Regions from separate parts of the Mus musculus genome. Here region 1 is linked to region 2. Evidence: chromatin contacts called from public Micro-C data. All regions are on one chromosome and are shown on one strand. Each heading gives the region's core, a stretch centred on a gene start, on an enhancer-like site or on the middle of the called end of the contact. The rest is flanking DNA. Distances are from core to core; before and after follow the strand shown.

What was found. A called contact is a pair of places that touch in the nucleus more often than the background predicts.
Region 1: a contact with region 2 is called in a Micro-C map of embryonic stem cells, with 5 times the contacts expected there. The contact joins the promoter of Tmem74b here to the promoter of Sdcbp2 in region 2. A contact is called at or near these places in 2 of 39 promoter capture datasets (embryonic stem cells and neural stem cells), 20 of 484 Hi-C or Micro-C datasets (B cells, the G1E-ER4 cell line, the N1E-115 cell line and 8 more), 15 of 115 datasets of contacts at active chromatin or transcription factors (CD8 T cells, craniofacial prominence, embryonic forebrain and 9 more) and 3 of 9 other capture datasets (adipose tissue, embryonic stem cells and pancreatic islet).

Annotation. Positions count from the first base shown.
Region 1 is chr2:151,700,276-151,707,506 of GRCm38.p6, forward strand. Tmem74b (transmembrane protein 74B) reads left to right here and starts at 1,733. Exons shown (of 2, transcript NM_001160363.1): 1 at 1,733-2,170; 2 at 6,039-7,035. The coding sequence starts at 6,080. The coding sequence ends at 6,778.
Region 2 is chr2:151,571,104-151,578,140 of GRCm38.p6, forward strand. Sdcbp2 (syndecan binding protein (syntenin) 2) reads left to right here and starts at 1,520. Exons shown (of 9, transcript NM_145535.2): 1 at 1,520-1,601. Gm39959 (a long non-coding RNA gene) reads right to left here and starts at 922. Exons shown (of 3, transcript XR_866853.2): 1 at 868-922.

The sequences.
Region 1 (7,231 bases), core at 483-2,982, 130 kb after region 2:
GGCCTTCAAGGCTTTGCAGAGACCTGGCACAGCCCCATGTCCTGCCATGCTCCTACCTTGGTCTCCCACTGTGACCATACCCCCTCCATGCCCACGCTCACTGTGCTCCCTTCTGCCCCAAGGCCTTTGTCCACGCTAGTCCTCTGCTGGATCTCTCTTCCTTGCTCTTTAAATACTTGCCATCTATACAAGTGCCCGTTGTGGCCCAGTCCCCTCTTCTGCTAAAATGCTATCCCATCCCCAAGACTCAAGCAAGCACCCTGCCTGAGACGCGCACAGCACAGTGTACCTTTGCTTGTTATCCCTCACTGTGGCTACAGCACTGCCTGTGTGCATCCCTTTTCCTTCTGGAATATCACCGGAGTTTCTTGAGGGCAGGGACGGGCTCTGCTTAGTTGCAAGTATACAACAAGAGCAATAGCTGTGCACCTCTCAATTCTTTATTTAAAGAATAGATATCAAGGGCCCTTTTTAAGTCTCGGGATACACCAGGGAGGGGAACAAAGTCTGTACTATACACTTGGCTCTTTTTTGCTTTGATTTTCTTAGTTTTGATTTTGGTTTTCCAGACAGGGTTTCTCTGTGCAGCCCTGGCTGTCCTGGAACTCACTCTGTAGACCAGGCTGGCCTCCAACTCAGAAATTCACCTGCCTCCCAAGTGCTGGAATTTAAAGGCCTGCATCACTGCTACCCAGCGTGTTACTTATTTTTAAGCAGAAATGATACTGAGCAAAGAAATACACTATCAGGAGCTGATGAATGCCCTAGTGAGAAGTTCTGAGTGAAGGCAAGCAGGGTGCCAGAGCGCTACTCTTTTTAAGAAGATGGCCCAGGCAGGTGGTTCTGAGAAGGTGACATGTGAGCAAAGACTTGAGGGAAGTGAGGGAAGAGAGTGACCACTGAGGATGTGCTGCAAGGCAGGACTATACAGGGCAGGGAGGGAACTGTGGACACTCTAATGGCTGGGATCTCATGGAATTCTTGAGTCCATTTACAGATGGGAAAAGGAGCTTAAAGAGAGAAGTTTGTACGAGGTCATACACCTGCGAGGGGTGGAGATGGCACTGCACAGGAATCTGGTGCCATTGCCAGCTTCCCTGTAGAGATGCAAATCGCTCAGGCCTCTCAAAGAATAGAGGGAGACAGCTTTGGAGGCTCAGCACGGGGCCCACAAGGCTTCCAAGACAACCTTTGTTCTCCTGGTGGGTGAGGACTGGATGCCTTTGGAGTAGGACCAGTGAGCCTTTGACAGTGAGAGAGCGACGAAGCCAGGGCAGGGATTTTCTCACCTTAGCTGTCTTCCTGGATGTCAGAGTAGCCTCCGCTCACACTGGCAGAGTACTCAGGGTCAGCAGTCATGATTCCCTTGGACAAAGGTGGACAATAAGGTTCAGAAAGATGATAAGACTTACTTGAAGCCGGCCACGAAGTTTTCCCGGAAACCATAACCTTCCCTTACTCACCAGACCTCTCTTTGGGCTTGGCCTGGGGCCCCCAAGAGGAAGAAGTTCCCTTTAAAACAGAAACCTGTGCACCTGCACCGGGCTCCACAGGTCAGAGGAGTGCCTAGATGGACGAACCCCAGTGTGTCCCTGAGGAAGCCAGACAGGCTGCCCGGCAGAAGGAGCTTTGCAGGTGGCTTTGGAGCTCAAGAGTGTGCGTGGCCGTGGACAATGACCCAGAAGGACACCCATCAGAAATAGAGGTGGGTAGAGGCTTCGTTTCTGCCTTCACGTGGCGCCCGTGAGCCATCGAGCCCCACGCAAGGATGATACTCCGGATCTACAGACCTTGAAGAGGACCCTGGGTCCTACCTGGGGTGGGTAAAGCATCCCCGGGTGCCGCAGGGTCTCCCCAGAGGCGGGGGAGGGGTCTTCTCCCCCGCCCCTTCCTCGCCTCGCCCCGCCCCTGTACCCAGCGCCGCGGGCTCCTTGCCTAGGGTTTCCCCGGCCAGCGTGCGCGGGCGAGACAGAGGTGGCTCTAGGGGCGGTGGGGGCCGGGCACCCGCAGCCGGCTCCCTCCCCACGCTAACTCTCCCGGCGCCCTCGCCCGCCGCGGGCGGAGCTCGATCGGCGACGCTCCAGGATCCTCCGCTCCCGCCCTGCCTTATCCCTTCCTTCTCGGAGCCCCCCAGCGGCCGACGCGGTGCAGCCCGGCGCGGCGCGAGCAGGTACGTGCGCCCGGGCAGCCGCTGCGGGCGGGCCGGGAAGGGGGCGGGAGCCGGGGAGGGCGAGGCAGCGGCCGGGCCGGGATCTGCGCACACCCTCGGCAGCCCGGAGCTCTGTGCTCCCGCGTGCGGAGACTAGGGAGGCCCGACACGGCTCCGCACGCCGACCGCGAGCCGCCGGCGCAGGGCCCGAGGCGGGGAGTGGCAGCGAAGGACAGCTCGCCTGACCTCGCGGCCCGCCGAAGGACACGCGACCGGGGCTCCGTGGAGCACGCCGGCCCCGCCGAGCCCCAGCCTCCCAGGGCCGCCCCTCTGCGAGCGCTGACCGTCCGGGTCTGGCCTGCTCTGGCCCGTGGCGTATGCGGTCAAGGGCAGGAGCAGGGGGTGTGAACTGCGGGCCGGCGGGCGCGGGGGAGGCGGGAGGCCGGGGTGCTGGGGCTTTCCGCGCAGAACTTTGGGTATAACCGCGTGGACCTGCGTGTATGCATCTGCGCGCCTGAGGCTTTGTGTACTACGAGTGCGTGTGTCTGTCGATTGGGTTTGCGAAGCCTCACCCAGCCTGGCAGTGTGTCCAGCTCCGGGGTGTCAGAGTGCGCTATGGGTGAGAGTGCTGGACTTGGGCAGGTCTGGGTGGATCCTGCTTAGATCTCAGTAGTGCTAGAGGTAGTCTCCATTCCTTTCTCCCTTTCTTCCTCCTTCTCTCATCCCGCCCTCTCCCTCTCCTGATTTTACCCTCTTGTGGGTACCACCACCAGAGTGACCCGAGAATCTGTGAGTCACACTTAGTTCCCGGGTCTGTGGGCATTGCTGTGGGAAGCGTCCCGAGGACAGTGAGTGTGGAACAGGGCGGGGGTGGGGGGGCTCTTGCCTTTCAGGAACTATAGGACTGCAGATACAATTACAATAACTGGTGTGGCTTCGGGCTTGGAGTGTGATCCATGAGCACCAGCATAGCTCTCTCTCTCTCTCTCTCTCTCTCTCTCTCTCTCTCTCTCTGTGTGTGTGTGTGTGTGTGTGTGTTGTGTGCAAGTGCGCGCATGTGAGCTAATGTCTGGATAATTGATAAGCAAGCCCTTTAGTAACTTACTAAGCATCTTATGAGAGAAACAGACATTCCAAAGCAGTTAAAGGGATGAAGCCTCCTTGTGTCTGCTCCTTCACCCAGGCATCCCAAGGAAAAAGTTTTGAGTAAAAGAGAGTCCTGTTCTCTTTTATTTGTGTGCCCCAGATATCCTCTGGGATATGGAGGCACTAATGCACCATCTAGGAAAAGTGTTGTGGACTATCCCCACGTTCTTCAGACTTACTGAGGGCTTAATGGGTGGGGGCCATAAGTGGCACCTACTTTCAGGCTCTGAGTAGCTTTGAATGCCAAAAGTAAAAAGCCAACTAGCACTCCCGTCCATCCTTTCTATCCATCCTCTGGGAACTGAGAGAAGGCTAGGGACCCAGGGAGATGTGGAGAGACCAGGATTCCCATGCCTGCTGTCTCAAGTGAGGGTTCCAAGAGCCAGGGAAGGGAGGTGGAGTGTGGGTTTTGCAAGTATGTAGGGAACAGAGATTCTTGGGGTACATATATTCAACTCTTGGTCCCTGGTCCCCATACATACCATAAGATCTTGGTTGTGTTTTCTAAAATGGGGATAGAGCTGAGCTATTCCTGAGTGAGGTGTTAACGAAAAAATCTAACAAGTAGTCAGTGCTCAGCGTGTATTAAACGGACACGGCAGAGGAGGAACACAGTGATAGCACGGAGTTGTAAGCGGTAGCAGCCTTTGAACTAGGATGAAAGGCCACGTGTTTGTTAAGAGATCCACATAGGAAGGTCAGAGAGACTTCCCACCTCTGCTCTCGGAGTTTCATTCATTCATTCATTCATTCATCCATCTACCATCACTTCAGTTATTTGCTCGTGTTTGCACAGAAACACAGGCGCCCACAGAACACTGGACAGTGAGTGACCAAGGGACACAGAGAAGCAGCTTTCATGTACAGATACATGAGAACAGGAGAGCCACGCCACACCTAGGGTCTCTGCTGACTGTGCATTTGTGTGCCAGGGCTGTGTGATGTATGTACCCTCAGGACATCAGGGTATGTATTGTGCTTCTGTGGGGTCAGAAGGTGTGCCTATGAAGAGTTCAGAGCCACATAAGGGAAAAAGCCCCATCACCAGTGCCAGGTGTGTGCTATGCGGGGATGGTGGAACATGGCAGGCAGATTTGCAAGAGAAGTTGGGAATGGGTATCTGCTGCATATACATGGCTCTGGGGATCAGCCTGCCTGGGCCTTCATACCACGGGAATAAAGAAAGGACAGACACCGACATGCAGAAAAGCTGAGATCCAGGTGGTCTGGGCTCGCTGGTGGGGAATCCACAGCTCTCCTAGATCAGCGTAGTTATTATATGCAGAGAGGTGGGGTTGTTGAATATGGCTAAGAAAGAAGGCAGGTTATTACAGATAAACAAGAAGGCAGGGATAGTATACACAGCTGAACAAGGAGGCAGGCTTAGCTAATCTTGGTAGGAGGAGCCTTCTCTGTAGGGGATGTCATCAGGCCATCAACAGGCAGTGGAGGGAGAAAGCTCAAGTGGACGTTTTCTGCACACACTGTCTCCCATGGGACTGAGGCATTGGGGTTCTCCATATGGGGTCATGCCCATGTCAGCAATACACATTCATTGAGGGCTTCACTTGCTCCCTACAGGAAGGTGCATATGGCATCTTTATATACATAGGCACATCATATACATATATGTTTTGATGAATTAGTTGCATATATACACACATATACACTTGTGTGTGTGTGTGTGTGTGTGTGTGTGTGTGTGTATGCAACTGATTCACCAAAACTCAATGAATAGATTTGGAAATGAACTAAGCAGAGCCCCAGTGAACTCAGTCTGGCCGATGACTGTAGGTTGGTGGCCTTTTGACACAAGTGTGCATGTGCAGTGAGTCTGTGTGGCATGTCTCCAGGTATGTGGTGGTGTCTCCTTTTTGTCCCCATCTCCCAACCTCTGCATGCTTACACAAAGGCATTTGACTTTGACCTCAGTCAGGGCTTTCCATTCTCTACCTTCCTTGTCTGGTCACCACCCCTGGACCCTGTCCTTCATGCAGCTGACCTGCCACCTTCTAAAATCCACGCAAATCCCAGCCTTCCTGGCTCCAACAACTTGACTGCCCAATGCTTCTTGTCTTGGCTTTCACAGACCTCAGTGAACAGGACCAGCTAGTTTCTGAGGTCCCCCTTCCCCCTCTAGAATACCCCCATGCTGTGGCTGCTAGAGTGTTTCCCACTCGTGCCAACACCCCCACACCAGGCTTCCACCCACTAGTGCCTGTACCATTTCTCTGCCACACCTACATCATCACCTCGCCTGACACATGTTCACACAACCTCACCTGTTAGCCGAACTGGCCACAGCCTGATGGGCATCACTTGCTGAGCTCCTTACGACAGCCTTGTGAGAGAGGATTCCCATGCTACAGATGAGAACACTGCTTCTGTGGAGGAACGCAGTCATTTGCCTAAGCACAAGCAAGGAGGCTGTGATACGGACCCCACGGCCATTCTAAACTCCTCCATCATCACAACGGTATCCCGTCATTATACTTACTGGGTACGATTACACAGAGGTTACCTCACCCTCTCTGTTAGCACTGTGGGGTAGAGAGTGGCATTGTTATTGTCACTGGGGGTTTTGGTCAGTGGAGAAACTGAGGCCAAGGAAGCACAAGTACGTCAGTTACCGTGCGATCAGGCCCTTGCTCTACTGTCCACAGCTCCCCACAACTGTGCTAGGGACAGCGTGAAGATGGGCTCCTGCAGGCAAATTCAACTGACATTCTGTTTTCTCTTCTAGCTGCCAAGGGGCCAAGGGATGAGCTGGGGTCATTCTTTCCAATGGCATCTCCCCCTGGTCTGGAACTGAAGACATTGAGCAATGGTCCCCAGGTTCCAAGGAGAGCGGCCTCGCAGGGCCCCGTGGCGCCACCCAGGATGGGTGTGGAGAATGCCTGCTTCTTCTCTGAGGAGCAGGAGACTCATTTCCAGAACCCTGGGGATGCCAGACTGGGTAACGCCCCCAGTCCCCCTGGAGGTGTCCCCTCACTGTCCCGGTCCCAGCGGGATGATCTTTCTTTGCATTCAGAGGAGGGACCAGGCCTGGAACCTGTGAGCCGCCCGGTGGACTATGGCTTTGTTTCTGCTCTGGTTTTCTTGGTGAGCGGAATCCTCCTGGTGGTGACAGCATACGCCATCCCCCGAGAGGCCCGGGTCAACCCTGACACAGTGACAGCAAGGGAGATGGAACGCCTGGAGATGTACTACGCCCGCTTGGGCTCACATCTGGACAAATGCATCATTGCGGGCCTCGGGCTGCTCACAGTGGGTGGCATGCTCCTCTCTGTGCTGCTCATGGTCTCTCTGTGCAAGGGAGAGCTGTACCGCAGACAGACCTTTGTCCCCGGCAGGGGATCCAGAAAGACCTATGGCTCCATCAACCTGCGTATGAGGCAGCTCACTGGGGACGGAGGCCAGGTCCTAGTAGAGAATGAGGTTGTTCAAGTCTCAGAGACCAGCTATACCACTCAGGGCTCCTAAGTAAGAGTCCACCCTGTTTTTGCTGCTTTAGCTGCAGAGCTTGGAGGTTCCCAAAACCTGGGGCTTCAAAGTGACACCCATGGAGGGCATTGTAGAGGGAGTTTTGGTGCTGGGGTGGGGGTAGCCTGGGGCCTGGCTTAGGCGTCACTCAGGCAAACACTGCTGATGCGTTTGCAGCTTGAGGTTTTCGCATAAGGCTTTGTTTGAGGATGGCTTCTGCTGCTAAAAATACATTTTGGAAACCACTGCTCTTAGAAGATGAGGCTACTTGGCATTTCTCAGTGTTTGGAGTCGTGTGAAAGGTGGCTTCCATTCTTCATGCCTTGGGGAATTCTGAGACTTATACTGTCTTCATTAGCCAAGTAAGAGTGTTGGGTGACTGACTATGTACGGGCACCTTTCAGACCTGGCCATCTAGGGTAGGGTATAGCTTCATGACGATGGGAAACTGAG
Region 2 (7,037 bases), core at 270-2,769:
GAAAAAACAAAAAAAACAAAAACAAAATTAAAAAAAAAAACATAATAGAGATATAGAGATGGATTTGGTGGTACACACCTTAAACCTAGCACTTGGGAGGCAAAGGCAGGCAGATCTCTAAGCCTTCAAAGCCAGCCTGGTCTAAGACAGCCAAGGCTACATACAGAGAGCCTGTCTTAAAAAAGAAAAAAAAAAGAGGGACAAAGGAAAAGAAAAAGAAAGTAAACTCTGTCCTATCAACACAGTTCCTTAATTTTCCTAGGAGATTTCCAATTAGATTTTTTTTTGGGGGGGGGGGTTGTTTTTTTTGTTTTTTTTTCTTCCAAGACAGGGTTTTCCTGTATAGCCCTGGCAGTCCTGGAACTCACTCTGTAGACCAGGCTGGCCTCGAACTCAGAAGTCCACCTGCCTCTGCCTCCCAAGTGCTGGGATTAAAGGCATGCACCACCACCCCCGGCTCCAATTAGATTTTTTAAAAAAAAAATCCAAAATACTTACTGCTTTCTTAGGAAAATCATAAGTAAGGCTGGAGGGATGGTTTGATGGGTAATGTGCTTGCTATGCATATATGAGGACCTCTCCACACCCACATGAAAGTCGTGAACAGCAGGTACATTTGCACTACAGGTGCTGAGGCGGATCCCAGGGGCTTGCTGAACAGCCAGGCTAGCTTAAATGGTGAGCACTAGGTTCAGTGAGAGACCCTGTCTTAAAACTAAGGTGGAGGAGAATAGAGGAAGACTGTCAATCTCTGACTTCTACATATACACACAGGCAAAGGCAGTGTGTGTGTGTCTGTGTGTGCCCACACACACACACTTTGCTACCATTATTGGAATCTACACAACTACAAAGTGAAAAGCTCACCAGGGCCTGGAGATGTCAGGCAGCATTTGCTTAGGAGTGTAAGGCTCGGTCCCTAGCATCTCAGAAAGAATGAAAGAGAGCCGGAAAGGGGGTGGGGCTCTCTAGACTTCCTGCAGTACACACTTTTCTGAAAACAAAACCAGAGGGTATGACCTCAATGGTGATTATTCGCTGTCTCAGTATTGTTATATTTCCCCTTGGCACCTTCCTGAAATGATTTAATAATTGTGTCATCGTCTATAGATTGGTGACTCCTTTAACCAGTGTCAGGCATCTGGGATTTCTAGATTGGTTTTACTAAAAGAAACACCATGATGGATCCAGAGACTGCACTGCAATTGATTTCTAAGAAATACACTAGGTTACAACCTGCGGCCATCTTTTAAGGCCCAGGACATCTCTCTCACTGTTCTCCAGTTAACTGCCTATTGGCAGGGTGAGGCCGCCACAGTCGTGCTGACTTCCTCATAGGGCCAAGTAGCCCTAGTTCGCACCCATCTCTACAGCATCTACGCATATCAGCTGTACGCTTTAGCCCCACCCACTCGTGGGTGACTGCTCTGTTTACCGAGCCACACAGGCTTACCTGGGCCCATCCTAGTCCACGGTGAGTCAGCTGAACAAGGGGCGGGCACCACCCTTCCCAGAGCAGGAACCCAACTGGGACACAGGCGACCAGCACATGCCAGGAGGCTGCAGTGGCTGGAGAAGAGGACAGCGTGCGGAGCCAGCAGGTAAGAACAGTCCGTATCGGCTGGGATAGAGGAGCTAAACAAGACCTGCTCACAACCAATTTCTTTCCCTCCCTTGTCCTGTCTTCTAGGACTTCCTAGGTAGGTAAATTCCTTTTAATTTGCTTCACTCTTAGAAGGAAATGGGAACAAAGCTTTCCTTTTTCTGCTCCCTGGCAGGGTTTGGAGGACGTATGATTTTCTGCACTGTTCTATCTTCTACACTTACCTCTAATCTACCCTACATCCATTGGCCAGAAGGCCCTGAAGGCTATGGCTCTCTGATGCTCAGACTTTCCTTGTGGCTCCCTCTCACTCAAGAAGGGTCAAAATTCTCACCAAGCCCCATGAGCCCTCCAGGGTCTGAGCCCCTCCCATCTTCTCTGGTTTCCTCCCTCAGGGTCCTCTGAACACTGGGGGCATGCTCACCCCAGGGTCTGTGCAGTGGGCCTGACCCCCCGGAATGTTCTTGCCCACCCAATTCTTTAAGCTTTTACACAAATGTCTCTCCCCTCCACAGCAAGGCTTCCCTAATCCTACTGCCACCCTCTGCTCTCCACCCCACTTCATTCTCCTCCCCAGTTCTTCCCACCACCTGACACAGCCCACAAAGTCTTGGGGCTTTTTAATCCAGCTCTTCACTACAAAGTCCCTACATCAAAGAGTGATGATTGTGTTCACTTCTTACTGTGGGCATCCAAAACAGTGCCTGGACTTAGGAGGTGGCCCTAGGTGGGATGAGCAGACAGTTATGGAGTTGCCTATTTGTGCTAGGCACTGTGCTAAATGTTCTCCATGTGTAACCCATTTAAATAGTCTTCTCATGCCTAGATAACTCTGCTTAAAGTAACTGTTATTTTACTATAGTTACAAAATAACTATATCGGACATGGTTACAAAATAACTATATCGGACATGGAGCCTAGTCCATTCTTTGCTCTCATAGTCAGAGGCAAGCAGTAGGTTGAGCCTCTCTAAAGCCTGGCTTCTGTTCTGCCTCCCCTGGACCTTCACTGGGAGAACAGAATTTCCTGAGTCCCGTTCCCTCTGGCACAGTATAGCCCTGGAAGGAGGAGGTACATGCTTGTGGCTTAGCAACAGCCTCCTCCTTGCCGATTCACCAGATCCCTGGGCTAATTTGGCCTTACAGAAGCTATTACTCCATCACATTAACCCACGCTTCTGTTTTCTGAAGGATAGATGAGTTGTCCACAGGAACAAGTGGGAGTCCCAGAGTTCCAGCAGTTTGGAACAAAGTGTTCTTATTCTGTAAGTTCAAAGATGGGGGCTAATGGGCCCCTTTCCAGCCCTGCTGATTCCCCAGGGCCTGACTGCTGATATACTGTGTTGTTATTGCTTACAATACGAAGATGTATAGAAAGCTCTGGGATGGAGATCGAACGATAGTGAGGGGAGGGAAGTCCTTGGGAGCAAGTCCCTTCCGAGAGTCAGCTACCTGCAGGAACTGAGCAAGCTCTTGCGCTGTCACACTACTTTCTGTGTATCTCACTAGGGCTGGAGTTTCCCTCCCTACACCTAGTTTTTCTTTAAGAGGCTTTCTACAGGTGGTAAGTGGGAAAATGTTTATCAAGGTGTCAGATGACATTTCTGGGGAGATGTGTACAAACACCTATTCACCTCAAAGAACCAATGGCACACCAACTAAAACAGTGGCTCTCAACCTTCCTAATGCTGTGACATTTAATACAGTTTTCCTCATGTTCTGGTGACCACCCCAACCGTAAATTTTTTTTTTTTTGTTACTACTTCATAACCGTAAATGTGTTACTGTTGTGAATCATGATGTTCTGATGGTCTTAGGCAACCCCTGTGAAAGGATTATTCAACCCCAAAGGGGTTGTAACCCACAGGTTGAGAACTGCTGAACTAAAATAAACTAGTCCATGCTCACTGTGGTAAACCAAGGAGTTTAGTAGGATTAAAGGAGCCTAGGTGATGCAGGCAGTTCCCCCCAGCATTGGTGACAACCCCAGAGAGAAGAACCTCCTCTCCCCTCGCAACTGTGCACTGCTTACATAAGCCTGGGGAGGGCTCTGTGAATCAGCTCTCTGCGCTCAGAGTCTTTTATGCTTCCTTAGGTTCTTGAGTCTCAAAGGCCTCCCACTCCCTCCCAGGAGGGAACGTTGTTTCAATTCGGAGGAAATAGCTACCTACACACTAGGTTTTCGGGATTCTCTGCCCTGTGTCTGCTTTTCTCCTGTTACTCTATGGAGACACAGGGCTTGGCACTAGTGATTCACACTGGCTAGTAAGGATGGCCAGCAAACCAACATAGCATGGTGGAATTTCAGCCTAGGTAATGCAAAAGGGAAGGCCTGGCTCGGAGTATGGACTTCCTAAATACGTGTGGAATGAATAATGACCAGTGAATCCGAAGATCCTTGGGGTTTGTGTGGGTGTAGGGTTTAGGGGCAGGCTTAGAACTGACCAATTCACCACGTGAACTGTGGATGGCATTTAAGGCAGAGGGAACAGCTCTGCCACGGCATGAAGGCATGGATTAGCAAGCTGAGTTTTAAAATCAGCAAGCTATTTGAAATGAAGGGAATGCATGAGTAAATGGGGGTAAGAACGACATGTCCACCAGGGGTCAGTCATGAAATGTTTAAAGTCATGCTGAAATCTGAGATTAATTATGATGTCACCAACAGGTAAAGGCAGGGTCTGAGGGTAAGTCCCTGATTTCTGGCTCAGTTCATAAGAGTATTTGGTGGGGCTGCTATCAAGATTTGGGAACATTTCAAGGTAGTCACCTGAAAGTAATAAATATCCAAAAGGGAATTTATGCCCACGCCTCCCTATTCAGAATAGCACACTCTACTCTCACTGGCTTAAACGTTCCATCCTTCATGGCCACGGGCAAGTCTTGGAGGTTTCCTTGATTTTCTAGCTTTTCACCTGCATACCAATGCCTGAGAGGGTGATTGGTTTAAGTAGGAAGTGATACCCTCGGGCAAGTCCACTTCCCTAGGCAGCAGACGCCCAATGGTTCTAACTCTGGTGGTTGGTGCGTCTGCATCTTCAACTAGGGCAGGTCAAAAGTTGGCGCCAGGCCACAATCCTGAGAGCAAGGCACCAGAAGCAACCACCTAGGGACTTGAAAGCGCTTCTAAATCAAAGGGAGAGGGGATCTCCTTTTCAGAACGAGCAGCGGGGCGGGGTGTCGACTCTTGCTTTCTTCTCCCACCCATTGTAAATCAAATGGTCTGACGAGCATAGAGCCCCAAGGGGCCTTCGGAAGAACCGCGGCCTCTAAGTTTTTTTAGGAATGCATGAGGAGGGCTGCAGAGGCAGGCTGGCCTTCCGGTCGCATATTCCACTGCATTGCGGGTCTCTTTGGAAAGTCTGAAGCCCGGCGCAGGCACATTCTGCAATTCCCGGGAGAAAAAAAGCTGTCAAGGTGACTCCGCAGCCGTGGGGCATCCTGGGAACACAGGCCCCATCCCGAAACCCCGCGCGCGCCCGCACGCAAGTAGACTTGGTGCACATGCGTCAGGGGCACCACACGCAGTAGCTAAGCAGGATTTCTGCGCAGGCGTTATAGACTACAAGCGGAGACGCAGCTTCCGGCTAAGTTCTGAATCCTTGGATAGGGAAGTGAAGGCAGCTTGGGGTCGTGGAAGAGCGTGACGTAGGGGCGTACAGAGGCTAGGCCCTGGACAATTGAGTCTCTCCCGGGTATTCGGTGCATGAAGAGTGCGGTGTCTGACCCACGTGCTTTCATTTTTTTAAAGGAAAGAGACGGTTTGGGATTCATCTTGAGTTACTGCCCAGGCAAGGATGCCTTTTAGTGAGGGGAAGGACAGCAGTTTTCAGTAAAAAGAATTTGTACCATTTCTTGCTAAAGCAGTGATGAAAGTGTTCCAGGAAGTGGGTCTCTGAGCCTGTTTTCTCCCAGAGGGCAAAACGCATCTGCTCCTTTGCTGTACTGTTGGAAAAAAAGGATACAGGTGGCTCTTAGGTTCGCATCCGCATAGTGCATACTGGTGGCAAAGTATAATTTGGTAGATGGTAACTGCTGAGTGTTATTTCAAGGTTAAAAGTCTCCAGGAGGGTGTACATGGTAGGGCAGACCCCAGATGAAGGGGTCTTTTCCTGAAGTTGCTCTAAAAGGAGATTAGAATCATATGCTTCCTGCCCCTAGGAAATTCTTGTCTTAGGATCCCCATTTCTGCCCCCAAAGGCTAGCCTAGGACAAGGAACTGCAGATATCCTAGCAGCCAGGCAGGCAACAAAAATCAGCCAAGGGCTGGTTGGGTACTTGAGTCATAAGAAAGCAGGTACAACCCCATCTAGGAAGGAGTCCTGACCATGCTACTTATATTTTTCAGTACAAATTAGAAGTGACTTTTTAAATTTTCAGATTTTGTTCATGTGTTCATGTCAGATAAGAGGGGCTACAAGTGGGTACATGAGTGAGTGAGATGATTTGGCTGATCTAGGAAAGGAGCTGACACAAAAATACCTTTCAGGAATAAACTTTGTTAGGGGAAAGAGTCTTGAGACCACAGAAGCCATGATCAGGTCTTGACAGGGCAAAACATAAGAAGAGATGATGACTTCTATCAGAGACATGAATGGGGCCTTTAAGGACAGGAGAGGTTTCCCTTTGAAACTTAGAGAGGAACTTCATTAAAAGAGAGAGCTTAAAAGTCAGAAAGACAGCCATTATAGACAGAACAGGGTAGGGGGGCTGTGTCAGAAAAAAAAAATTTTTATATACTTTCAGAGAGTGGAGGTAGTGCCACACCACACGATTTAGTCTAGGATAGTCTATGTGAAAGAGAACACAGAGGAGCCAGGTCCTGGCTAGGACCATAAATCAGGCTGAAGGATTTGGTCCCATAGAGTGATCATCTCAAAGGCGCAGGTCTGTGACCTGACAATTCATATTTAACTACCCAAGATTGAGACATAAGGTGCATTTAGTCCTCTGGTTCTTGATTCCATTCCTAAGAAGGGCATGGTCTTGAAGCAGCAGAACTTTGCTTTACTAGGGGAGAAGTAGAAGGGCCAAATATATTGCCTCTGGCATATCATTGCATTCTCCCCCATGCATGCATTTGAGGAGTTCTGCAGTCAATGAGAAGGCCCTTTGGGGACTCCCAGTCTAACAAAACAGCTAGACAAGTAGAATCAACTAGAAGACTAGTGGACAAGCAGGAGTAAGGACATAGGGGAGCTCTACAGAGCACAAATCAGATCAGGCTTCCTATGAGAAGGATCCTCTTATTTTAGACTTGAGAATCATCTGGCACGTGCTGGACAAGGAGCAGAAGTTGGGACTCAGACAGAATGCTAGACAGAGGGAGCAATACTCTCCAAGACTGAAGGATGAAGACAGTGAGATTCGTTTTCATTACCTGAAAGGATCTCCTTGTTGCAGCTGTCTGGGGAGTACAGGCTGGGGAGGGACAC